2 separate regions of the Pan troglodytes genome follow, and region 2 is linked to region 1. The links are chromatin contacts, called in public HiChIP or PLAC-seq maps. All regions are on one chromosome and are shown on one strand. Each heading gives the region's core, a stretch centred on a gene start, on an enhancer-like site or on the middle of the called end of the contact. The rest is flanking DNA. Distances are from core to core; before and after follow the strand shown.

Evidence for each region. HiChIP or PLAC-seq counts read pairs in DNA pulled down with a chosen protein or histone mark.
Region 2: an H3K4me3 HiChIP or PLAC-seq map of stem cell-derived excitatory neurons shows a contact between it and region 1, with 2.2 times the contacts expected there. The contact joins the promoter of TCEA1 here to the promoter of ATP6V1H in region 1. A contact is called at or near these places in 2 of 7 Hi-C or Micro-C datasets (blood and stem cell-derived neural progenitor cells) and 1 of 1 datasets of contacts at active chromatin or transcription factors (stem cell-derived excitatory neurons).

What each region holds. Positions count from the first base shown.
Region 1 is chr7:62,425,977-62,431,532 of NHGRI_mPanTro3-v2.0_pri, forward strand. It overlaps ATP6V1H (ATPase H+ transporting V1 subunit H), which reads right to left and starts at 3,193. Exons shown (of 14, transcript XM_016959475.3): 1 at 2,658-3,193; 2 at 1,204-1,351. The coding sequence starts at 1,316.
Region 2 is chr7:62,606,857-62,612,412 of NHGRI_mPanTro3-v2.0_pri, forward strand. It overlaps TCEA1 (transcription elongation factor A1), which reads right to left and starts at 2,714. Exons shown (of 10, transcript XM_528135.8): 1 at 2,294-2,714. The coding sequence starts at 2,356.

The sequences.
Region 1 (5,556 bases), core at 1,943-4,442:
CCAGCTACTCGGGAGGCTGAGGAAGGAGAATTGCTTGAACCTGGGAGGCAGAGGATGCAGTGAGCCAAGACTGCCCCACTGTACTCCAGCCTGGGCAACAGAGTGAGACTCTGTCATAAAAAAAAAAAAAAAAAAAAATAGTGAATTAAAATGATCTATTAATACATCTGACTTCCCTACTAGAGTTTTAGTTCCTTCAGGGACAGTACTCTGTATGGAATTTTTGTGGCCTCAAAGCCTGGAAAAATGCCTCAGACTTGGCAGGTAATCAATAAATGTTTGATGAGTGATTAAATTAACAGAAATTAAAGGATCATTTTTGTACATTATAGATCCCTCCTACAACAACACAAACTATTAATACTAATATAAAATTAACACTAATATAAAACTAGATTCCTCAATTTGTTTTTCAAAATGCATATGCAAATCTGAACTGAATTCCTTGGTAACTCAGTTATAAATATACCAAAATAAATATGAAGTCAATAAAATATGGTCAAGAATACATGAATGCTCACTTTACAGATAAATACAAAATACTGAAACATCAGCACATTAAATATTAATACACACAAGAAAGAAGGGGGAACTAAAATTTATTGTATTCAACATACTAATGCTTGTATTCTACTGTGCTAATAAATACATTATTTCAGCAACAAGCCTGTGGGGTATGTCTCCCCATTTCACATTTTACTTTATTGAGCCTCAGAGAAGTTAAGTGATTTGCTTAAGATCATCAAACTAATAGCAAGAACCAAAACTCAAATCCAAGTCTCTCAACTCAAATATCTGTGCTTCTTATTAGTTGTATGCACCACTCTAAAAAGGCCACCTGCCCCTATGCTGATTGCCAGGGCATATCAGACCAGTCTAGCAGGTTTTGCCCCTCATCCCCTTCCTCCCTCCGTTAGCCCAAGGACATTCCTCCTATGTTTCCCACTTATTCCAAAAGTACTTCCCCAGGCAGCCAGGGAAGGTCAAAAGCACCATGAGCCGCTCTGCTTCCCCACTAGGGCGCCAAGCTGTTTCCACCCCACTACACTTAACTCCCTAAGACAGCTAATTATTCTGAAGAGGAAGTGTTTCTTCCACATTTTTCAGTATTTTCCCCGTATTTCTCTCATAGAAGCATGACCATGAAAAAGTCTGATGCAAAAGCATATGACTGTCCATGATTCACAGCAAATTGGTACTTACTGAAGATAGGATTGCCAGTTCACTTTGTTTGCACGAACTTCTGCAGCCTTGGCAGCAATAATATTGGTGGGGACAGCAGCATCCACAGCACCTCGGATATCCATTTTGGTCATCTAAACTTCGTAATCTTGAATGTCTTTCAACAAATCTTCAATTTTGATGCAAGGTAAAAACAGAATATGAGGTGTTTCTCTTTTTTACAACTATTAATATTATGATTATGAATATCATGATCACTTTAATCTCCCCAGGCATTCAACTCAAATATTAAATGTCCTAAGTCTGAAAGTATCATTATATTTCAAATATTGTCCACTGCTCCATAAAAGAGTTCTTTAGGCTTTTGCTTTTCTAGAAAAATTTTTTTCATTATTGGCACTAACATTGCAGTAAGATTTTTAAAGCAATCACCTAATATACTGAAATCAGAAATCATGATTAAATAGAATAGGTATAAATATGGGAAAAATTGTAAATTTATACAATTGTGGTTAACTTTTCTCATAGAGAAACAATAAGAATATGAATAGTACGGATAAGGCTAGCTTTATAAACATTTACTAAGCATCATTTTGAAGTGGCACATTAAAAATTCTAAGTCCTTTCGAAAATTACTCAAATTAAAATACACAAAGTGGGAACATAATTTCTTAGAAGACAGTGCTTTCCTTTTCAAACAAAATTCATAGTATTTGCAAAATCAAAATTCGGAGAGAAAGTTTTAGAACAAATACATATTACAATTTAGATAAGACAACAATGGCGGTCTGGCTGGACGACAAGAACCTACAATAATGAAATTCTATGTAATTCTCACTCCTAAACTTCCAGATACAAACGACTGATTTTAACACAAAGCAAAATACAGGTTGCCACTTGCAAAACATAAATTCACAGCCATGGCCACAAAGAAGTTAAAATCCTACCCAAAATTATATTCCGGGTTTCCAACGATCTTAATCAATTTGGAACTTAATCTCTGTATCTGAAGATTTGCTGTATAAACAACCCTGGGCAGCGCGGAACGACAGGGCCCAGGAAAAAACAGGCTTCAACTGGGCCAGGCTGGAACTCTGCAGCCAAGGAGGCTCAGCCTCAGCAGCCCGTCCTGGGGTAGCTCAAGGTGTCTCTAGACAATTACCTAAGTCCCTGAACTACTCGCACCCCCAGCGATCCAGGGCCGTGGCCCAGTCCTGGAGAAGGTATACTTTTTACCCCTCCCGCTCCACTCTCCTGCCCGCCCCTGACGTTTCTTCCCCCTGCGAGAAAGGCTCCAGAATTTCGCTTAATAAACCTGGTTGAGGCCTGGAAGAAAAGCAATCTGGCAACCGGGGCCGAAGAACAGGAGAGGACCAAGCGGCAAGACACCAGCACGCACCGCAAGCTGGAGAAACTGCAAGAGTCGCCTGACCTGGTCTGCAGCCTGAGACCAAACAACGCGAGGGCGGCCTTACCTCGCGAATCCTCGGGACCCCACAACGCACCCAAAGCCGGCAGGGAGGGTGGTCCGGGGCGCCGGGGACACAGCCGGGCTGGGGCGCCGCGTCAGAGCCAAGTAGGCGTCTCCTGTCAGGTCCAGAGGTCTGAGCAGTGGAGGGAGACTCCGGGAGCCGAAAGTGAAGCGGGTCCCGCACCAAGGAGACGTTGAGGGCCGCACAGGTAGAAGGAAGCCAGGGCGGCCGCAGTAGAATGACAGAGGCGCCGGTCACGTGATCGGAGGCACGTGACTGCTGCGGAAGGCGGAAGCCGGGAGACTCCAAAGCAGCAAGAGGAGGGGCGGGCGCTGCGGCGGGGCTTGTTCGGTGCGGACAACTGGATTCCCGAGTCCGTAACTTGGGCCCCGGAGCGACGCAAGGGTCGGGCCCCAGCCAGCCAGGGCAGGTGGGAGGCGGCGAGCGTGGCGGGCAAGCTAAGACCCGCCGCCCCCAGACCTAGCGCCTCGCCTAGGGGAGGCCGAGGACCTCCGCCCGGAAGCAGCTAGCAGAGGCCAAAACTCTCTTATTGTAACCGTCATTCTTTTGAAAAGTTTGATTTCGCGCTTTCAAATTAATTTCCATTTGGATTTAACAGCTCCATGAAGCAGACGTTCTTATTCTGATTTTAAATAGAAAACTGGGGCTGAGAAGTGGGTCTGAAAAGCTCTCTTAACCTAGGGTTGCACATTTAGCAAATAATAAATTCCATTGCAGTATTTACTTTTATACTAAAAAGTTATTCGTTGTTTATCTAAAATTCACATTTACAGGACGTCTGGTATTTTATCCAACAGTCCCATCTGGAGCCCAAATTTTCCCCTAGTCCAGGCCTCAGCAACTGTCTTTGCCTTAAAGTAAGAATGTACTGCCCTGGAGGTGAGGTATATATGATGGCATGTTTTCCTTAAAAAGCAATGAAAGGGGCCGGGCGCGGTGGCTCACTCCTGTAATCCCAGCACTTTGGGAGGCCGAGGCCGGTGGATCACCTGAGGTCTGGAGTTCGAGACCAGCTGACCAACATGGTGAAACCCCATCTCTACTAAAAATACAAAAAATTAGCTGGGTGTGGTGGCGCATGCCTGTAATCCCAGCTACTTGGGAGGCTGAGGTAGGAGAATCACTTGAACCCGGGAGGCAGAGGTTGCAGTGAGCCAAGATCGCACCATTGTACTCCAGCCTGGGCAGAAAAAGCAAAACTCCGTCTCAAAAAAAAAAAAAAAAAAATTCTTTGAAAGGGATTTATAACCAACCCATTTTTACTAGTAAAATTAAAGTCAGAATAATCAAAATCATGCATTGATTGTGAATAAAGATATATAATAACGGTGTCAAAGATTGTACTAGGTCACTCATTCTGTCTTAGCCAGAAGTGAAAGTCTGTTGTTTTGAAAGCAAATCTAAGGGGGAAAACTTTCATAAAAGAGAAAAACCGATCGTGTACTAATAAACTCCCAAAAGCTGAAACAGCATGTTTTCTGTGTAACTGAGCAAAGCTGGCAGTGAGGCCTGATCTTCGCATTTCCTTTCTGTATCACCTAAGCCACAGACTGGCGTGATACAGCGAGTCTCATCAGATTTCGGGAGGCTCTCCTCTTTTCCGGGAGGCACAAAGATATGGAACAAAATCAGGAACAGTGCAGTGAGCAAAGGGGACTGCTTCACAGGCACCTGGGCTGGCGTTCTCCAAGCATCACAACATTACCAGACAATTTGCCTGGAATAGGGAGAAGAGAAGAGGCAGGTACTCCCGGCATTATCTCTCTTAACATTATTTCTGTAACACTTCTATCGGAGATTTTTCTTGGTCCATTCAGGCTCCTGTAACAAAGTGCTGTAGACTGGGTGGCTTATAAACAACAGAAATTCATTTTCTCACAGTTCTGGAGGTTGAAAGTCCAGAATTGGGGTGCTATCATGGTGAGGTTCTGGGAAGGATTGTCCCAGGTTGCAAACTGCTGTCTTCTCATTGTAGCTTCACATGGTGGAGAGGTGAGAGAGCTCTCTGGGGTCTCTTTCATAAGGACATTAATTTCATTCATGAGAGCTCCACCCTCATGACCTGATCATTTCCCAAAGGTCCCACCTCCTAATATCATCACCTTGGGAGTTAGGATTTCAACACAGGAATTTTGGGGAGACACAAACAGACCATAGCAGTGATCTCAGTTACCTAATTATATATCATACCTGGGGTCCCCATACCCTGGGCCACAGACTGGTGTGGTGCATGGCCTGTTAGGAACCCGGCTGCACAGCAGGAGGTGAGCGGCGGGCAAGTCCCATTACCGCCTAAACTCTGCCTCCTGTCAGATCAGCAGCGGTATTAGATTTTGACAGAAGCATGAACCCTATCGTGAACTGCACATTGCAAGGGATCTAGGTTGCACACTCTGTATGAGAATCTAATGCCTGATGAGCTGAGGTGGAACAGTGTCATCCTGAAACCAGCCGCATCACCTCCCACCCTGTCTGTGGAAGAATTGTCTTCCTCGAAACTGGCCCCTGGTACCAAAAGGGTTGGGGACTGCTGTATTATGACATAAGAAAGATAACCTTTGAGCTACTTTGTAATTTCTTTGAAATTGAGCTTCAGATTTGTTATTTAGAAATGACATAAGGGGAAGTTAGATGAATCTATATGGACAGGAGAAAATAATATTAATAATGTATTTATTAAGTTAATGTTCAATTCTTCACTAGAATAGGATTACATGTTTGGAGATGTAAAGTAGGAATCTACCACTTAGGAATCATCAGAGGATAGAAAATATATGACGTTTCAAAGGAATTTCTTCTGTCTGAAATATATGGAATGCTATAAACACCATCATTTCCAATCTTTTCTTTCCAAGTATGAATTGAACTTATATTTGCCTAC
Region 2 (5,556 bases), core at 1,464-3,963, 180 kb after region 1:
AGGAGTGTCATTCTGACCATTTCTCTTTCTCTGTATTTCATCAGCCTGTTTGAATTTCCAGAGGACAGGCAGGGAAAATGCTGGGGAAAACAAAAGTACAAGAGCCAGTCAGTTTTACCTTTCTTTTTGGGAGGCAAGTTTTCATACTGGAAAAGTTTTGAACTACCTGAAAACTTAGATTTGAGAAGAAAACTTAGATTTGAGGATTATTTGTGGAGTTTATTCTCATTCTCTTCCAGACTCATTACAAAAGATCTGAAAATTTGTTGACGATTTGAGAACTGCAGATAAATATGAACTTATCTTCTCCACACCTGCCCACTAAAAAATTACTTAGAAACATTATTACAAGGAAAGAAACAAAATCAAGCAAACATCTAATGCATTAGATGATTAAAGGATACATATTACAGCCTAAGTTGGAGAGAACATTACCCAACAATGGCTTTTTTTCCCTGGGAGCTTCTACTGTGCAAGTCTGGGGATCTCCAGACCAGAGAAAAATTGTCCAGTTTAAACAAAATAACGAAAATGTTCCGATAACCTATCAAATAACCAGAATTTGAAGTGGGAAATGAAGGGCCATATCAATGGGGAGGAAAAATGGCACTGGTAATATCTAGAACAGAAAATAAACAGGAAATACTTTAAAAGGCCAAAATTTGCAAATACAGATTAACAGGGTATGAAATGAAATACGAGGCAATGCACCTGTTAAAGGAAAAAGGGGAACAGAGGATGTTTGAAGTCTTACGTATTTAGTGTTAACATTAATTCCTGATCTAGCTGTCATGTGGAAAGCATGCTGTCCAGAAGAAAACCTGGGTCCTGGCTTATTCCAAACTACACAGTACTTAATTTAAGTAGTAGTACTTAATCTCTCTCAGTGTCTTAATCTGTAAAATGGATACCCTTTATGTACTCACAGCTCTGTGTGAGTCACAAAAGAATTTTGAACAGATGCTTTTTAACTCCAAAGTGCTGTACAAATCAGAGCATCCCTTTTCTCTTCACATTAGTTTGACATGGAATTTACTTTATAGATGGAAGAAAAATTATTTCAGGTACACTGATGATGAAAATGTGCCGAACGTGGTTAAACAAATTTAGGTGAGGACAATTATATAAGTTTACCTGAGAGGCCAGGCGCGGTGGCCTCACGCATGTAATCCCAGCACTTTGGGAGGCCGAGGTGGGCGGATCACCTGAGGTCAGGAGTTCGAGACCAGCCTGGTTAAGATGGTGAAACCCCGTTTCTACTAAAAATACAAAAAAATAGCCAGGCGTGGTGGCGCACGTCTGTAATCCCAGCTACTCGGGAGGCTGAGGCAGGAGAATCACTTGAACCCGAGAGGCGGAGATTGCAGTGAGCCGAGATCAAGCCATTGCACTCCAGCTTGTGCAACAAGAGTTAAACTCCGTCTCGAAAAAATATGTTTAGCTGAGAACAGATGAGTCTGAAGCAAGGGACTGAAAGTGCCACACAAATGGGCAAGCTGTAGAAACTGGTCGTATGAGGATTTCTTACAAACCACAAAAGCATATGCTTACATAAATATTCATCAATAACAAGAAAATGCCACCAGTATTAACTGTAAACCACTTAGAAAATACCCAACAATATAATTTGTCCAAATCCCTCTACCAGCATTCCGGTGAGTGTGCGTGCTTTAGTCCTAATTCTTCTGTACATTACGACAGGACAAAACCCGCTTTTTATAAAACGTTTAGCAACTCGCCAAGAAACTGGCACACTTTACCTTTTTAATCGCTAAGCAAACATGTAGCACAGTTGAGATAACCAGGCGGACGTTCAGCCCTCTTCAAAAATAAGACACAGAAGTTTTACATTTTACCAGCCCGATATCTAATACCGATCACAAGCCTCTATTTGATGCTCTTTCTAGATGTTGGCCACGGATCACGGAAGACTCCATTCTTTCAAGTTCTGAGGACTTTCTACGCTTCAATTCCTAAGCTAAATTGCCAAGGCTTTACTAGCACGAAAGTTTAAAGTCAACGGAGAGCGTGCCCTAATCCCTAAATCGATTAGGTTTATTACGCGGCACCAGAGAGCAGGGACTGGAAATACAAGAGCGAGCGCGTCCTAACGCGGGTGGCCGCGGGACCCGACGCCCCGGGCCCGGACACCCTCCCCGGGGACGCGGGCGCGGCGGGCCCGGCTCCCAGACGGGAGGCTGCAAGGGGAGGGGAGGGAGAAGGGGGGGGCGGCCCCCTCGGGCCGGACCGCGGCCCGGCCTCCCTCCCGGCCCGCGCCGCTCGCCGCGCTCACCGCGTTCTTCTTCTGCACCATCTTGTCCATCTTCTTGGCAAAGCGGACCACTTCGTCCTCCATGGCTCCGGCAGGTCTTCTCCGCGCCCACCCCACTGGCAAGGGGAAGTGGGCGAAGCTGGAGCGGAAGACACAGCAGGAGAGACCCCCGGCGCGCGGCAACCCCCACCACCGCAGGCCCGGGCCTAAGCCCCCTTCCTCACGAACTAAGCCCGCGGCGGCGGCGGCGGCTCCGGCTCCGCCTCCGGCTCCTCCTCCCCAGGCAGCGACAATCGAACACCGCGCGCGACGTGCAGGCGCTACCAATTGACTGCAGATCGCTGGTGAGGGGCGAGCCCATGTTCCCGCCAGGCGGGCGTCGGGCTAGTGGGCAGGCGTGGCTTCCGGCTAGAGGGTCGTGGAAGGCGCCCGGTTTTGCTGCGCGTTCACCTCCGGTCCCGCCCCCTCACGGGGCGGGTTTTCGGCCCCCTGTTGCATCGGGACATCCCGGAGTTTTAGAACTCGCGGAGGCCCAAGTATCTCGAAACGGGGGCAGATACCGAGCATGGAACTTTGGCAGGTTTTAAAGTCTGTGGGAAGCCAAGCACTTTCTCCATAGGAGACTGCTACGGGGAAAAATGGAACCCGCGTCCTCTAAATTAGGTTACGGAGTTACTCGTTTTAAGAGTTCCTTTTTTTTTGAGACGGAGCCTCGCTCTGTCGCCAGGCTGGAGTACAGTGGCGCGATCTCGGCTCACTGCAACCTCCTCCCCCCGGGTTCAAGCGATTCTCCTGCTTTAGCTTCCCGAGTAGCTGGGACTACAGGCGCCCGCCACCACGCCCTGCTAATTTTTTGTATTTTTAGTAGAGACAGGGTTTCACCATGTTGGCCAGGATGGTTTTGATCTCTTGACCTAGTGATCTGCCCGCCTCGGCCTCCCAAAGTGCTGGGATTACAGACCTGAGCCACTGCACCCGGCTAAGCGTTCCTTTTTAAAAAAAAAAAAATCGGCCGGGCGCGGTGGCTCATGCCTGTAATCCCAGCACTTTGGGAGGCCGAGGCGGGCGGATCACCTGAGGTGAGGAGTTCGAGACCAGCCTGACCAACATGGAGAAACATCGTCACTACTAAAAATACAAAATTAGCCGGGCGTCGTGGCCTGTGATCCCAGCCACTCGGGAGGCTGAGGCAGGAGAATCGCTTGAACCCGGGAGGCGGAAGTTGCGGTGAGCCGAGACTGCCATTGCACTCTAGCCTGGGCGACAAGAGCGAAACTCCGTCTCAAAAAAAATAAAAAATAAATAAAGGTGAAATCGTGAGCTCCTGGAGTACTAAGAACCAGTCTTGGGCATGGCATTTTGAATAGTTGAAGAACAGTTGACGGAAACCTTCTGGTCAGAAATTACACAAGGCATCCCACCAGCTTCTGAGGATCAGAGAGGAAGGTGAATTAAGTGGTGACAGGGTTCATAGTGGAGAATGCAGGCTCCTCCAAAAAGTCTTTCCCAACTTAAACCCTTCACTACCAACTCATGCTATTTGCAGGTATAACTCCCACACCACGTAACTATCATTCATCAAAATACACCGCCTAATAATGTTCTTTCTATACTGAGATGACAGATTTTTCCTGGTTATGACTCACTCATTTGGGGGAGAAGTATTGGGATCGTTTCCCTATTTTGTTTCATTTTTAAATTATCTTTTTATTATTGATTTCCAGCTTAAATTGTAGTATTTGTTGAGATTTATTTTGTCAATTTTTTTTTTTTTTTTTTTTTTTTTTGAGACGGAGTTTTGCTCTTATTGACCAGGCTGGAGTGCAGTGGTGCCATCTCGGCTGGCTCACTGCAACCTCCACCTCCCGGGTTCAAGCGATTTTCCTGCCTCAGTCTCCTGAGTAGCTGGGACTACAGGCGCCCACCAGCACACCCGGCTAATTTTTTGTATTTTTAGTAGAGACGAAGTTTCTCCATGTTGGCCAGGCCGATCTCGAACTCCTGGCCTCAGGTGATCTGCCCACCTCGGCCTTCCAAAGTGCTGGGATTACAGGCGTGAGCCACTGCGCCCGGCCTGTCTTGTCAATGTTTATGCATATCTATGTGTTCTAAAAAAGAACACACAGAAAAAAATTGTTTTCTACAGAAAATGTTGCAATATTTACATCCCTGTTTGCTGTCTGCTTCATGCCTCAATTAATGAGTATGTAAAAATTTCCCCTTATGATGTGGATTTGTACATTTATTCTAACAATTCTGTCATTTTTCTTTTTTCCCAAAGAATCAGTTGATTTTTTTTACTGTAAAATACACACATCCCTGTTTGCTGTCTGCTTCATGCCTCAATTAATGAGTATGTAAAAATTTCCCTTTACAATGTGGATTTGTACATTTATTCTAATAATTCTGTCATTTTTCTTTTTTCCCAAAGAATCAGTTGATTTTTTTCTTTACTGTAAAATACACATAACACAAAATTTATCCATTTAACTACTTTTCTTCTTTTTTCATGCTACCTTGTCTAAGACCATTTTTAACTATTTTTTTAGATTTTAATTCATTTTATTTTATTTTTTATTTTTTTTTAGACGGAGTCTCGACTTATCACCCAGGCTGGAGTGCAGTGGCGTGATCTCGGCTCACTGCAACCTTTGCCTCCCAGGTTCAGGCAATTCTCCTGCCTCTGCCTCCCAAGTAGCTAGGATTACAGGTGCCCACCACCACGCCCTGGTAACTTTTGTATTTTTAGTAGAGATGGGATTTTACTATGTTAGGCAGGGTGTTCTCAAACTCCTGACTTCAGGTGATCTGCCCACCTCGGCCTCCCAAAGTGCTGGGATTGCAGGTGTGAGCCACCTCACCTGGCCTGTTTTAGCTATTTTAAAGTGTAAAGGCCTGGTGTGTGCATACCCAGTGTGCATGGGATACAGCAAAGGCAACACTCAGATGGAAATGTATAGCTGTAGATACCTATGTTTAAACATAAAGATCTCTGGCTGGGCGCAGTGGCTCATGCCTGTAATCCCAACACTTTGGGAGGCCAAGGTGGGCGGGTCACCTGAAGTCAGGAGTTCGAAAACAGCCTGGCCAACACAGTGAAACCCCGTCTCTACTAAAAATACAAAAATTAGCTGGTCCTGGTGGTGGCCGCCTGTAATCCCAGTTACTCGGGAGGCTGAGGCAGGAGAATCGCTTAAACCCAGGAGGTAGAGGTTGCAGTGAGCTGAGATTGCGCCACTGCACTCCAGCCTGGGTGACAGAGCAAGGTTCCGTCTCAAAAATAA